2 separate regions of the Mus musculus genome follow, and region 1 is linked to region 2. Evidence: chromatin contacts called from public HiChIP or PLAC-seq data. All regions are on one chromosome and are shown on one strand. Each heading gives the region's core, a stretch centred on a gene start, on an enhancer-like site or on the middle of the called end of the contact. The rest is flanking DNA. Distances are from core to core; before and after follow the strand shown.

Region 1 (6,937 bases), core at 2,262-4,761, 170 kb before region 2:
AGAGGGCACCTGGCAAAGGGTACCGCTCCCGAGGTGTCCCCTGTGAAATTCAGTCACGAAGGCTGCACGCATGCTGTTCATGTAGAACCCAAGATGTTCTTGGGAGCATGTGTGATTGACAAGATCCTATTCCCTTTGTGTAGGTGGGAACTTGGTGTTGATTAGTTCCGTCCATGCCATCATCCTGGGCGTCCCCTGTGTGACAGTAGGGTAGTGATGGCAGAGACGGGAAGGGATAGGGCTGAAGAAAACACAGTTGCCTGCTGGATGCTTCTGAACTTGCCCTGCAGGGGATGAGGGTAGGAGATCCCCATCAGAGCTTCCCATACCTCCTGAAGAACCTCTTTGTAGAGGGATTTTCCAGTTTGTTTGTTTGCAGCTCTGAGAGAAGATGGGGCTCTTTGGACTTGAAGGTTTAACTAGAAGCAGTGTTTCTGAGCAGAGCATTTCTTGGTTCTGCCAGGTTCCGCTGAGGCAGCCCAGCGTGCAGTACTTTGTTTGCTTGCCACCCCAACCGTACCTGTCATGTGCTCTGCAAGTCCAACGGGAGAGTTCTTTTTCATTTTTTTTTTCCATTGCCTTCCCCACCCCATCAAATTGTAGCTGCAGCCTCTCATTTTTCTGCTGCCTAGATGATTAAAAACCATGACTTAGTGGAAAAATGCTGACCTCTTCCGGGTCAGCCTCTTAAGCAGCTGCCTGAGATAAGACTGGGCTGGAAAAGACTCAGAAACACTCTTGCAAGGCTTTCTGGCTTTTCCCGGAGAAACAAAAGAGGCTGTTTTGGTGCAGGACGTGTTCTGTTGTTGTTTGTTTTTTTATTTTTTGGAGAGAGCTATGGTTCTCAGAAGCACAAATCTTTGTGATCTGATAATGAAAGAAAATCTCTGATGGAAGGGGTATATCAATTATTATAGTGATTTTTTTTTTTTTTACAAATACAATGACTTGTAAAAATAACTTTTTCTCTTTAATGGTTCCTGCTTTGAGTAGGTCACAGTGCAAAGGTCTTTGGCAAGTACCACAGTATCAGACTCTCAATGCTCAGATTGCTCCCCCACCCCCACCCCCTACGGAGGACTTAAAAGACTTGGCTGTGGAGCTTTTGGTATGAAAGCCATTGGTGGATATTGTTTTCATGACTGTGTTAGAAGGATGGCTTCACGCTTGGAGCATGGAAACTAACGCTGCATCTGAGGGGGCCATTGCAAAGAAGACATTGTTGTTTGAATTTTGTTTCTGCCCTCAAGCATTGTATTACTTCTGTGTTGGCCAAGAACTTGGACGCCATCTTGTGTGATAAGAAGGCCATTTCATTTCTCTGGAGGAGAAACTGAGCGGGGGTGGGGGGGTGGGGGGGTGGGGGAGCTTGAGAGGCCTTGACAGGGGTCATGCAGTGGATGTCAAGGGAATAATACGAATCCAGAGCCAGTGCCTTAGCCCTATGTCCTCAAAGGAATGGACATCCGGGTCCTTTAGACATCTGGGTCCAGGAGCAGCTGATTTCTAGGAATGTAGCCTCTTCCTCCTCCTCCTCCTCCTCCTCCTCCTCCTCCTCCTCCTCCTCCTTCTTCTTCTTCTTCCCCCCCCCCCTTAGGAATGTACAGCTATCTACTTTATACTGTTATCATGGAGACAGAGGCTCTGCTCTGCTATGGCTGGGCTCATCAGCACTGTCTTCCATACAACACAAGCATCGCTTTGCTAACTCATAGTAAAATCAGTTGCTCTGCTTCTGCCGGCCTGGGTTGCCCGAGTCCTTTGTGATAGTCTGTGGCTTGAGAGGTCATGTGTATCCTGGGTCTATCCTACCTAGTTCAGAATGAGATCTGAATGCTAGCTCTGCCTTTTGACCTTCAGGGTCCCGGATGCTTGCTAACCCCGGGGTGGTAGTGCTGTCTCGGTGAAGTCCTATCTGATAGAGCTTTGTAAACTAAAGAGTGCTTTCATCATCGGGGAGCCCCTGCATCACACCTCAGAGCTCATGCTTGGAAGATGCCTTATGTCCTCACCTTCAGGAAGGGGCTCAGCTCCATAAAAGCAAGTAAACGACCCCCCCCCCAACCTAGCTGATCCACTTTCCGCTCACACTCATTAGTGTGAACCCGCCACCAAGTCAACAAGGGCAAACATCAGAGCGGGTAGTGTGACAGGACATGGTGGCCAGTTTCTCCAGACCTCTCTGACCCGCCTGGGTCCAGCCCCTCCCTGGTTTGTTTTCCTTCTGGCAGCTATTACGATACATTTTATGAGCCCTTTTAAGTCTTTAATGATGCGTACTCCTGCAGCTGGCTTAAGGCTTAATCCCAAGCAATAGGCCTTTATTGGATAAATGGTTAATAATCACTGGTCTGTAGGGATTGGGACGATTTGTGAGGCCCGTGATTCTCAGAAGCCCCACGCGGGCTTCCGAGTGCATCTAGGAGATCAGACACCCTGGGAGACCTCAGATGTTCGGTGGGATAAGCATTTCTTCTGCCCTCCGAGTACAGCAAAACAGGCAAGTTTCCAGGATTTCTCCCAACGCCTGTTTCCATCCACTTGAATTTGAACAGACTGTGTGACCTTCAGTGAAGTCCCCTTTCCCCCTCTGGGGCCTGGGTTTCCTGTCTGTCAGACAGAGAGGTGGGAGGAGATGGCCTTGAAGGTGCCAAGTGTCAGTGATCTGGTGAGCCCCAGATTTCCCAGACCAGAGCTCCTCTCTCCTCTTGGGCGTGTCACTGAGGGCTATGAATGGCAAGGGACCAGCAGCTCGGTGGATTAAGTGCTTAGCTACTGGGCAAAGAATTGGGTCAGCTGTAGTCACAGGGCAGTATGTGCAAAGCAAAGCCAGACTTGGCCCCTAGTTTTATAGCCTGGCTCAGTGTTTCGGTCAGCACTGGGAAGGACCCACATAAGTGGACTGGGGCCTCTTCCACGGGACTCTGGGAGGAGATTGGAGTCTTCCAGGTGTACTGATGGCAAGAAGCCAGGACTCGCTCACAGGTGAAAAGGGAAGGCACTGTGGATGCTTTTCCCAGGCAGCTTGTGACTGGAGGCCTTGACTGGATCTGGATCTGGCTTAGACTTGGCAGTTGCGATGAGATCCAAAAGGCAGGTGACACAGGAGCATGGGAGCAAGCACACCTGAGGTTGAGCCTTAGTTCCGTCCAGGCTAGAAGGGCCTAGATGACTAGTTTGCCCAAGCCTGGGACTTTTAACATAACCCGAACAACACTTGATTTTTGACTGTGTTAGTTTAAAACGATGAACGATTTGGTTGTTTATTTCTTCTGGGCACCAATAATTATTCTGGCAGAAATGTAATGTTTTAGCGCCTGCTGTATGGTGTGGATTGCAGGCATTAACTGCTTGCTTATTCCAAAGCAAAGCCCGGCATACCGTGAGAAACGTGATCTTTTTTTATTCTTTTATCTAGAAGTAAAGCACTAGAAACAGAGTTACACCCACCCTCTTGTTCAGTGGTATGGTCCACAAAATTTTAGCTTTAGGATTGGGAAAAAAAATCTGGCTTAGAGATAGTTTTCTCTAGAACGTATTCCCCTGGATTCTGTCTTACACCCACAGTGTTTAGAAGGCAGAACATAATCCTTGGAAGACAGCCAGTGTTCTCTCTCTCTCTCTCTCTCTTTCTCTCTCTCTCTCTCTCTCTGTGTGTGTGTGTGTGTGTAAAGAAAGAAACACGTTTCTCTTTCAGATGTATATATGACCAGATGTCTGCGTTGTTCTTTAAATTTTCAGATCTTTCCGGACCCATCAGACTTTGACCGTTGCTGCAAGCTGAAGGACCGCCTGCCCTCCATAGTGGTGGAACCCACTGAAGGGGAGGTGGAAAGCGGGGAGCTCCGGTGGCCTCCTGAGGAATTCCTGGTCCAGGAGGATGAGCAAGACAACTGTGAAGAGACAACAAATGAAAAGAAGGACCAGTAGAGTCCACGCAGGCTCGCCTGGGTCATGCCAGCCAGCACACCTGAACTGTTTTTCCCATGGTGATGGAAGAAGAGAATGAGCCACAGTCATTGTGAAAATGTCAAACGAGGCTTCCGTTTTGCACCTGAAAATCACCGAGTCGGTTTTCTTTTCTTCTTCTTTTTTTTTTTTTTTTTTTTTTTTGGTTTGTTTTTAAATTCGTTGAGCAATGGAGCCCTCTGACAACTTGCAAGGCTGAGAAAGGAAGTTGCTGAGAACAGGGGTGGAGGGGGGGGTGGGGGGAAGGGGTGCTGCTTCGAAGATCCCTATCTGAACTCTAGTGCCAGAGGCAGTGCGTGCACATGTGTGTGTGTGGGGGGGGGTGCAGTTCGGGCTGAGGGGGTGAGCAAATGAGCAAGAAAGATTTTGGATTAGAAGAAGAACAACAACAACAACAAAACAAAACAAAACAAACTCTACACTTTTAAAGAGAACTACAGCCAGGAAGTGCTGCTCTTTCCAGCATTTGTCCTGGCTACTGGGGCATCTGACAACCAAGTCCTTATCTCCTGCTCTGTTGCTCACAGCCACCAGCCTTTGTTTTCATTTCAAGTGTGTTTGGTCACCCACAGAGAAGTCGGGCCAGGTAAACTGCCTAGGAAGCCAGATGGAGGGATACAGAGGAAAGGAAGACTCCACCACCATTCCCCAGATGCTTCAGGCTGTCAGAGTCCCCAGGGACCTGGGAGGCTTTAAGACATAGTACTTTTGAGTTTTTCTCCCTATTTACCCCCTTCTGCCTCCCAGTATATAAGGGGAACAGCCAGAGCACTTCCTGCCCTTGTGAGGCACTCCAAGGCTGCAGCCTGAATAGGGAGTGCCTCCTCCCACGGTGGATCTCCCAAGAATTCTTATGTAATCTCTATGGAGCAGGAGGGTAGAAGTGTCGGCTTTCTCAGGCCTGCCCTTCCTTTCTCCTTTGGCCACAGCAGTCAGGTGGACGGTCCCCAGCTATGCTGTGGCCTGTCACTGTTCATCTGACCTGCAGCAGGGCCACTCCAATGGGTTTCCCAGCCCGGCTTCCATGGGCGCTAAAAGCAGAGTGTGCTTCTTGGTTGGGAAGCTGGCTAGCGGGCTTCCATGCAGGGGCCTGGGTGGTGCCGCATTGATTCCCATGTGGGAATCAGCCCTCCAGTGGAGCAGCTGTGGCATCCAGTTTGAGACAGTAGCTGTTGTGAGATCACGGCTTCTCCTCTTGTTGCTCCTGAGCACAGGTTGGGAGAAGATACAGGGTGTGCTGGAGTATCCTTGTAGAATAGCAGCCTTTATTCCTTCCCCACTTTACCTGTCTCTGGAAAGGGCAGCAGTTGCATGGGGAAATTAACATTTGGATTTAGCTCTGATCATAGCTCAGAACCTTCTGGAATAGCGGGTTAGAGGACAGAATTTTTAGAGCAGGGCTGTTTGGTCAAGAGGTGGACTTAAAGCCTTCCTTAGGCTTCACTTAGCCAACCAAGGCACTCACAAATGTCCCCTCACGTCTCTTGTCAGTCCAGGTTGACCCCCGTCTTTGGACTCGTTTGTCTGGTTCTATTTAATACCTCAAAGTCAGTGTGGCTCTGGGCCACGTTGGGGCAAGAGCGTGGGGGGTGTGCTGTTGACACGGCATTCAGCAAGGTTTGGTTCTGGGATGCCGATGGTCACCCCCTCCCCCGTCTCTTCCCTCTGTCGTCTGCCTGTGATACACACCGATGGCAATAACTTTTTTCCGGCTCCTTGCAGAAGTGGGAGAGGGCTGCAGCCAACCCTGCAACCAGAGAGCTTCTCTCTCTCTTGCTTCCACTCTGCTCTGTTTTGGCTACAGAGATCTGTTCATCCCACTCCTGTTCCCCCGCAGCGTTTCTCATCCCTCGCCTCCCTTTATGGACAGGTGTCTGGCCTTTTAAATTCCCGTGTTGTGGTGTCTTCTCATCCCTACCCCAGTTATCTGTCTTGGTCTTGCCGTGTGATGGGATGTGCTTGTAAATCCAGTATCAAATCAGCTTTGTGTATATGTGTGTCTCTGGGGTGGCTTCTTCCTTTTGCTGGTCACTAGACTGTGTTGAACAACCATGTGCTGTCTGAGCAGGTCAGGGGCTGACCGCTACAGGCCCCTCAGCGGTTGAGCCTGTTGGGGGGACCCAGCTGCTCTTGGACAAGTGGCTGAGCTCCTGTCTGGCCTCCTCTTTTCCTCCTCCTCCTCCTCCTCCTCCTCCTCCTCCTCCTCCTCCTCCTCCTCCTCTTCCTCTTCCTTCTCTTCTTCCTTGTCTTCCTCCTCCTCTTTCTTTAAGTAATTTGTGTGTATTTCTAACTGATCGTATTGAAAAAAAAATCCTAGTATTTCAGTGACATGCCTGTTGTGAGATGAACCTCCTGTGACTTCTGTCTGTTCTGTATTGAGGCTCAGGGAGAAACTAGCATTTTTTTTTCCAAACTACTTTTTGTCACTGTGACAGTTGTAAATAAAGTTTGAAAATGCTTTCCATTTTGGTTTGGGTTCCTTCCCCGCCCCCCCCCCCCGACCCCCCATTGTATTGGATGGATGGGATGGATTCAGCTCACAAGAACAAGCACTCAGGCTGCAGAGGTCTCTCATGCATCACTATTGCTGGCCTCTAACACTAACTGTTCATAGGGAAACATGAAGAACAGAAAAGCCTGTTCATCCGAGTCCAACATGGTGAATGAATCTATTGTTTTTTTCTTTTTAAGTAGAAACATGGTGAGCCTAACTAAAGTAGTAGACATATCACCAAAAAGTCTCACTCAGTCATGAATGACAACATCCCCATAGTTGAATAAACTCAGTGTTCTCTTCATTCAGCTTTCCACCCTGTGTGTACTCTAACACCTTCAGAGTCCACACACAGCTGGGCTAGAAATACAGAAACCTGGAGGGACGGTGGCTGGAATCCCAGGTCAGGGTATAATGGCCCTGCTCCAGTCTCTTCCTCTGTGAGGAACATCAGCAAACCTGACCTTGGGGGTG
Region 2 (6,257 bases), core at 574-3,073:
CTATAGATCAGGCTGGCTTGGAACTCACAGAGATCTGCCTGTTTCTGCCTCTCCAATTCTGGAATTAAAGTTGTGAGCCACCACTGCCTAGCCCCCCCCCCCTTTTTTGTGTCTTAAATAACTACAGACTGGGGAAAGAAAAGTACTCTGATTTATTTTTATGTTGAGAAATGTTGGTTAAAGGATCTAAGTTGAGGGGGCTATCCTGGAGTCTCGGGTATCCATCTTTCTTCACTACTCTCCTTTAATCCATTAGAACAAAAGAGGAATCTCTAGTAGAGGGAAGGCTATGTATAGACTCTTTAAATCCTCAGAGAACTCACAGCGGTGCATTCTTGAGAGGTTCTGGGGGATCCCCATGTTAAGTTCAAAACAATGACAAGCCTTAAAATTCCTAAGATTTTCCCAGAACTCTTGAGTTTAGAGACAAAAGTGAGGTCCGTTCAACCTCTGAGGGATAACTGCATTTTTGTGCTGCTTTTTTTCCTTCGTTGTATTTTCTGTTTTCTAATACAATTGTGGCACATCTCAAACACTTAAGTATTGAATAAAGGTAAAGGAGAGGTAACGCTGGCTCTGAGCGCGAAGGCACCTTGCATTTGTTTTTTAAAATTTAGAGTCTTGCAGAGGCAGTCTCCTGGCTCTGTTATGGGGACTGCTGGGACTACAGGCATGTACTACCACACAAGGCTACCCTGAACTTAAAAATTCATTTCTCTCTGTTTCATGTTAAATAAACAGATTAAATGAATAAACATAAATGAAAAGCTGTTGAAAGGCTCTGTCGGCTATGTGTGGACATTTCATATTTTTAAAGATGTCTATTATCTGTTAAAAGTCAGCAAGAAGGTATTGTGCAGGGGAAACGCAAAGAGGTTAAATTAACCAGTCTCTAGCATCCAGGTGCTTAGTCTGGTAGGTTTGGAGCCAGATCCAACACTGTAGAAAGGCACAAAGACCTTTCCAAAAGAGTGTCCTACAAAACCAAACCAAACCAAACCAAACTTAAAAAAAAAAAAAAAAACCCAAAAAACCAACAAACAGAAAAAAAAAAAAAAACCAAAAAAACCAACAAACAGAAAAAAAAAAAAAACCCAAAAAACCAAACAACAACAACAACAACGACAAAAACCCGACAGCAACATAAAAACTGATTGGGCCATCCAGAAGAGGAAACGTTGAGACTTGAGCAAACACTGCGAATTAGCAACAGTTGCGCACCACAGAACCTGGAGTTGCTTTTTGACTTGGGGCAAGAAAATAACGCTTGTCATTTAGTGTCTCTGCGTTTTCCATCCTGCAACTTTAGGGGTTGAATGAAGGTGCGTTTAGTTTTACACCATCAGGAACCTGGCTCTAGAACTGACTGCGTGATCATTTGCTCTTTACATGAGGCAAGAAAGTAAGAGTTGTAAATGATTGCCTCCGATTTATTTTCCATGAGGTAACCTCAGGCGTTGAAGGTGTCTTGAGTTTTGTGCCAGCAGAAACTCAGGCTCTAGAATTGGCTGGATACTAAATTGCCCTTTGATTCCTGACGTAAACGTTAGGCTTGCAAATGAGTGCTCTAGCTTTGCCATCCCCCTACGCAACCACTAGATTCCCCGGAGACCACCGCTTGAGTTCTCATTTTTGGTTTCTTGCTCCTCTACCCCTACCAGCTTTGGCAGGCATCTGCGCCTGGCCACACTGATCTGGGGCGCGGTTCCTTTAAAGGAGCTTAGACGACGCCCGGGGTCTCTCCCCACTGCGGAGCAGGGGCGGAGCGCCCGGTTCAAGGGCTTCCCACGCAGCCGGAGACGCCTTGCGTCACTGCGCCAGGAGCCAATCAGGGTGGAGCCCGGAGGGACGCATTACTAAGGCGACGGGGCTCGACGCCTCCCCGCTTCGGGATGAATTAGCGGCGGGTTCTTCTCCCAGGTTGTGACCCCCGTGGAGTCGCTGTCTCGCCCCAGTGTCCCCGCGACGTCGCGCGTTTCCCCCGGTGTGTCCCAGGTGCGCGGCCCGCGGTGTCAGGTGTGGGCTTCGGCGCGGGAACATGGCGGCAGCCAAGGGATTTTTTTTTCCCGAGTGGGCGGATGGAGAGCTGCGGCTCGGCGGCTTTTCCCCGGAGCAGGCCTCCTCGGGTGGGCCCTGGGGGACGGACACTGGCGGGAATTGGGTGGAGGGCTTAGGGCGATCGGCTCTTGGGAGGGAGGCCGAAGCCTCCAGAGCTGATCAGGATGCGGGGGCGAGGAGCGTCGGGTGCCCCTTCTGTGCTCACCTTCCTGTCCACACCACACCTCGGTGAAACCCGGGAGCTGCCGGGTCCCCCTACACCGCCTACGGTGTGTCAGGGTCCAGATTCCAGGAGCACAAGGCTTTCCAGGGGTCGCCACGTGAACGGCCCACAAGAGAGTTTTTCAGGGTTCAAGCAGTTTGTTTCTTGCAGGTGACAGAGGTGTGCCCTAGGTCTAGGTGGCAGTGCCACAGAAAGAACGATAGGCCACATTGAAGGCTGACTTCGAGTCCAATTTTCCTTTTTATTGGCATTCGCTCTAGCTAAGGGCTGGCCTCTCATGGTCCTTGCCTCTGCCCTTGTATTGGTGCGATAACAGGCGTGCTTCACCACGCCCACCTGGCAGGTTTGGTCTCTCAGGTTGTATCTTTTTTGTTGTTCTTTTTTTGTTTGTTTTTGTTTTTGTTTTTTTTTTCGAGACAGTGTTTCTCTGTATAGTCCTGGCTGTCACTTTGTATCACTATGTAGACCAGGCTGGCCTCAAACTCAGAAATCTGCCTCTGCCTCCGAAATGCTGTGATTAAAGGCGTGCTCCACCACGCCCGGCTTCTCAAGTTGTATCTTAACATCTAAGATTATGTTTGACCAGAAGCAATAAAGACAAGGCATAAGGTGTTTCTTTGTGGTTGTGGAGCTGTTTTGTTTCCTGGTTCTTGCCTGAAGGCTTAGTCGCCTCTGATTGGATGTAGACAGAGCTGAGTTTTACATTCAGTTAAGTCCAAGGAAAGTATTGAAAAAGAAATTGGTGAAGGCCTTACCAAGATAAAATGCTTCCCATTCATACCCATCACGTGTTTCGGGAAAGAAACCCCCTGTCACAAAAAGTTTAAAGAGTTGGATGGGCTACTTTTTAAAATACTATTTTGATGAAAGACTTTGCAAAATTCATGTATTAAAAAATTTGTATTTGTGTATGCGAGGCTGCATGAGTTTATATTCACCACACAGTGTGGTGACACTGGAGCTGGAGTTTCAGATGGTTTTTGAGTCACCTAATGTGGGTGTGGGGAACCCAACCCTGCTCCCTTAAAAGAGGAGTAAGTGCTTTAAACCATTGAGCTATCACGCCAGGCCTTAGACTTAGGTGTTTTTGATTTAGTAAAGGAATTGAAAAGACACAGAGCACTTAGCTTCAGTCCTAATAGCTTCTGTCTCAGGGGTGCCCCGAGTATCTTGCACTGTGGTTTCCACGTGGCTTTAATTTGAGCAAATGTTCCCACCAGGTCTAAAGAGGTTGGCTCCTGCATACGTTAGGAGGGACTCTTTCAAACTGAATCTGGGGAGATAGAGTCAGTTTGGCCTAGGATTGAGGTTATATGTAGTGGTAACTAGGTGGCTGCTGCTTCTGCTTCTTCTTCTTTCTTTCTTTCTTTTTTATTATTATGTATTTTCCTCAATTACATTTCCAATGCTATCCCAAAAGTCCCCCCTACTCCCCCCCCACTTCCCTACCCACCCATTCCCATTTTTTTGGCCTTGGTGTTCCCCTGTACTGGGGTATATAAAGTTTGTGTGTCCAATGGGCCTCTCTTTCCAGTGATGGCCGACTAGGCCATCTTTTGATACATATGCAGCTAGAGTCAAGAGTTCCGGGGTACTGGTTAGTTCATAATGTTGTTCCACCTATAGGGTTGCAGATCCCTTTAGCTCCTTGGGCACTTTCTCTAGCTCCTCCATTGGGAGCCCTGTGATCCATCCAATAGCTGACTGTGAGCATCCACTTCTGTGTTTGCTAGGCCCCGGCATAGTCTCACAAGAGACAGCTCTATCTGGGTCCTTTCAGCAAAATCTTGCTAGTGTATGCAATGGTGTCAGCGTTTGGAAGCTGATTATGGGGTGGATCCCTGGGCTGCTTCTTCTTATTCTTGTTTTTGTTTTTCCGAGACAGGGTTTCTCTGTACAGCTCTGGCTGTCCTGGAACTCACTCTGAAGACCAGGCTGGTCTGAACTCAGAAATTCGCCTGCCTCTGCCTCCCAAGTGCTAGGATTAAAGGCATGCGCCACCACACCCAGCTAGGTTGCTTCTTAAAATGTGGTAATTATGTAACTTCTGTGAGGTGCTTTGTCTCTGAATAGAGATGACATTCATTGAGGTTTCTAAGGGAGGGGTGTTCATATAAAAGACTTAAAAACAGTATGGTAAGAATTGACGTTTATTAGTTTATTCTGCTGTGCTTGTGGCATGTCAAGGGCCTTATAAGTAAGTGTCAACTTAGTCACCCAACATCCGTGTAAAGTGTGTACTTTAACAGATGAGGAAACTGGAGCTCGTTGACATTTAAGTCATTTGTCCTAAACCATACAGCTGGCATTGTGAGTCCAGCCTATGGCTCTCTTTCTTTCTTGTACTGGGATTGAATTCAGGGGCTTGCACATCTAAACAAGTATTCTATCACTGAACTATACCCAGCCCCCTTTTTTTATTTTTTAGAGACAGGCAGGGTGTGATAGCTATTCAACTTGACTCTATCTGAAATGAACTACAGTCCAGAAATGGAGGGCGCACCTGTGATCCAGATCTTCCAGCCAGGCTGGAAGACACAGGCTTTTTGGTTGTTGTTGCTGTTCCAAATCATGAGGCATAGTGGCTCTGAAAAGCTTTGGTCCAGGCAAGGCGGTACACACCTTTAATCCCAAGAGACAGAGGCAAGCAGATCTTTGTGTTCAAGGCTAGCCTGGGACAGAGCAAGTTACCAGAAAAGCTTAGGTCCAGGCATGGAGGTACACACCTTTAATCTGGGCCATACCTTCTGCTGGAGGCCTATATAAGGACAATGGAAACAGGAAGAGTTCATTCTTCTTTGCCTGCTTGTACTTACTGCCAGCACATCTGCTGGTACCTACTCCTTTAGGATTCCAGCTGAAACACCTAGACTCGTGGGGCTGAGCAACTTGTAGATTCGTGGACTTCCCATTCACAGCTGGCCATTGTTGGGTTAGTTGGACTGCCGAGTAAGTCATTTCAATGTACCTCCATAAGTTCTGTGATGTAGAGAAAAAGGGTTAGTCTCGAACTCATTCTTTAGCTCAGGAAGGTCTAGGACTTGTGTGTTCTTTTTGTCTCAGCCCTATAAATAGTTGAGTTTACAGTTCTGCACCACGAAGCCTGGCTCCTGTGTTCTTCCATACCTTCACTATATGTGTACAGGTATATCATGTGCTAAGGGGAACGTGTGAGCTGAGTTTTTAAGGCTTTTCGGTTGTATAAACAACCAGCTCATTCTTCAGCACCCTTCGATATCTGTGGTATTGGCTGCAGTTGCTTTGGTTAAGTAGTGTGTCCATTCTGCTTTGTTTCTAGGACCGCAGTCTTATCTGTGGTGCAGATTGGTTCGGAACTTAATCGGGTAATCCCTGCTGGCTTCAAACTCTAGGCAATCCTAGGCACTCAGTCTCTTGAGTGAGTGTTGGGGCTATAAGAGAGTTAATGTCCTGTGCAGTTTTGATGTCTAATATTCTTAAGAGCTATTTTAAAGTATAGAGTTTTTATAACTACCAGGAAACACAAGACAATAATTTTAGTTTTTATTGAATTCTTTTGTGTATGGTTTGTAGATATGTTGGGGTTCAGGAATCACCACACAAGCCCCTCATACTCGTGTGTCTCAGTTAAGCAAGAATAGTTTATTGAACATACACCCCAAGGCTGATCCATAAGGGTCACAGCATAGGCTCAGGAGCTAAGACTGGACCATGGACATTTTTCAGGCCAGTTTATAAAGGGAAAAACCACCGTGAGCTCATGTGCAGGTACAGGAAAAGCTGCCCCTTCTCAGCGCTGACTCAGGCTGTTTTGGCCAGCTAGAAAGGACAGCTCTAACCGAGCTGTATTCTGATCGGTTCTCAGTGGAGCTTATGCTTGTGCAATCTCTTAAGACTAACAAATCTCAGAATGTAACAGGCTATGTGGTGGATACGACCCTGTTCTGAGTCAAGCTATTTTTCTGGTCAGTGACTGGCAGGCATGGAATGTAATGGC

Evidence for each region. HiChIP or PLAC-seq counts read pairs in DNA pulled down with a chosen protein or histone mark.
Region 1: an H3K4me3 HiChIP or PLAC-seq map of the SCID.adh cell line shows a contact between it and region 2, with 21 read pairs. The contact joins the enhancer-like site here to the promoter of Lclat1 in region 2. A contact is called at or near these places in 2 of 39 promoter capture datasets (cancer-associated fibroblasts and neural stem cells), 3 of 15 datasets of contacts at CTCF or cohesin (CD8 T cells, the NIH/3T3 cell line and pro-B cells), 27 of 484 Hi-C or Micro-C datasets (B cells, the C10 cell line, CD8 T cells and 19 more), 21 of 115 datasets of contacts at active chromatin or transcription factors (the 230-238 cell line, the HPC-7 cell line, PVALB interneurons and 18 more) and 2 of 9 other capture datasets (adipose tissue and liver).

Annotation. Positions count from the first base shown.
Region 1 is chr17:72,935,515-72,942,451 of GRCm38.p6, forward strand. Lbh (limb-bud and heart) reads left to right here. Exons shown (of 3, transcript NM_029999.4): 3 at 3,742-6,432. The coding sequence ends at 3,930. Among named protein-coding and RNA genes, the nearest start is that of Lbh, 21 kb to the left of the region's middle. Within about 2 kb of position 3,512, at least 91 of the 459 cell types and tissues checked have an H3K27ac peak or open chromatin away from gene starts, as enhancers often do. A contact at or near this core is called in CD8 T cells, CD8 central memory T cells, DN3 thymocytes and 14 more, where this site is marked.
Region 2 is chr17:73,106,162-73,112,418 of GRCm38.p6, forward strand. It overlaps Lclat1 (lysocardiolipin acyltransferase 1), which reads left to right and starts at 1,824. Exons shown (of 6, transcript NM_001177967.1): 1 at 1,824-1,995.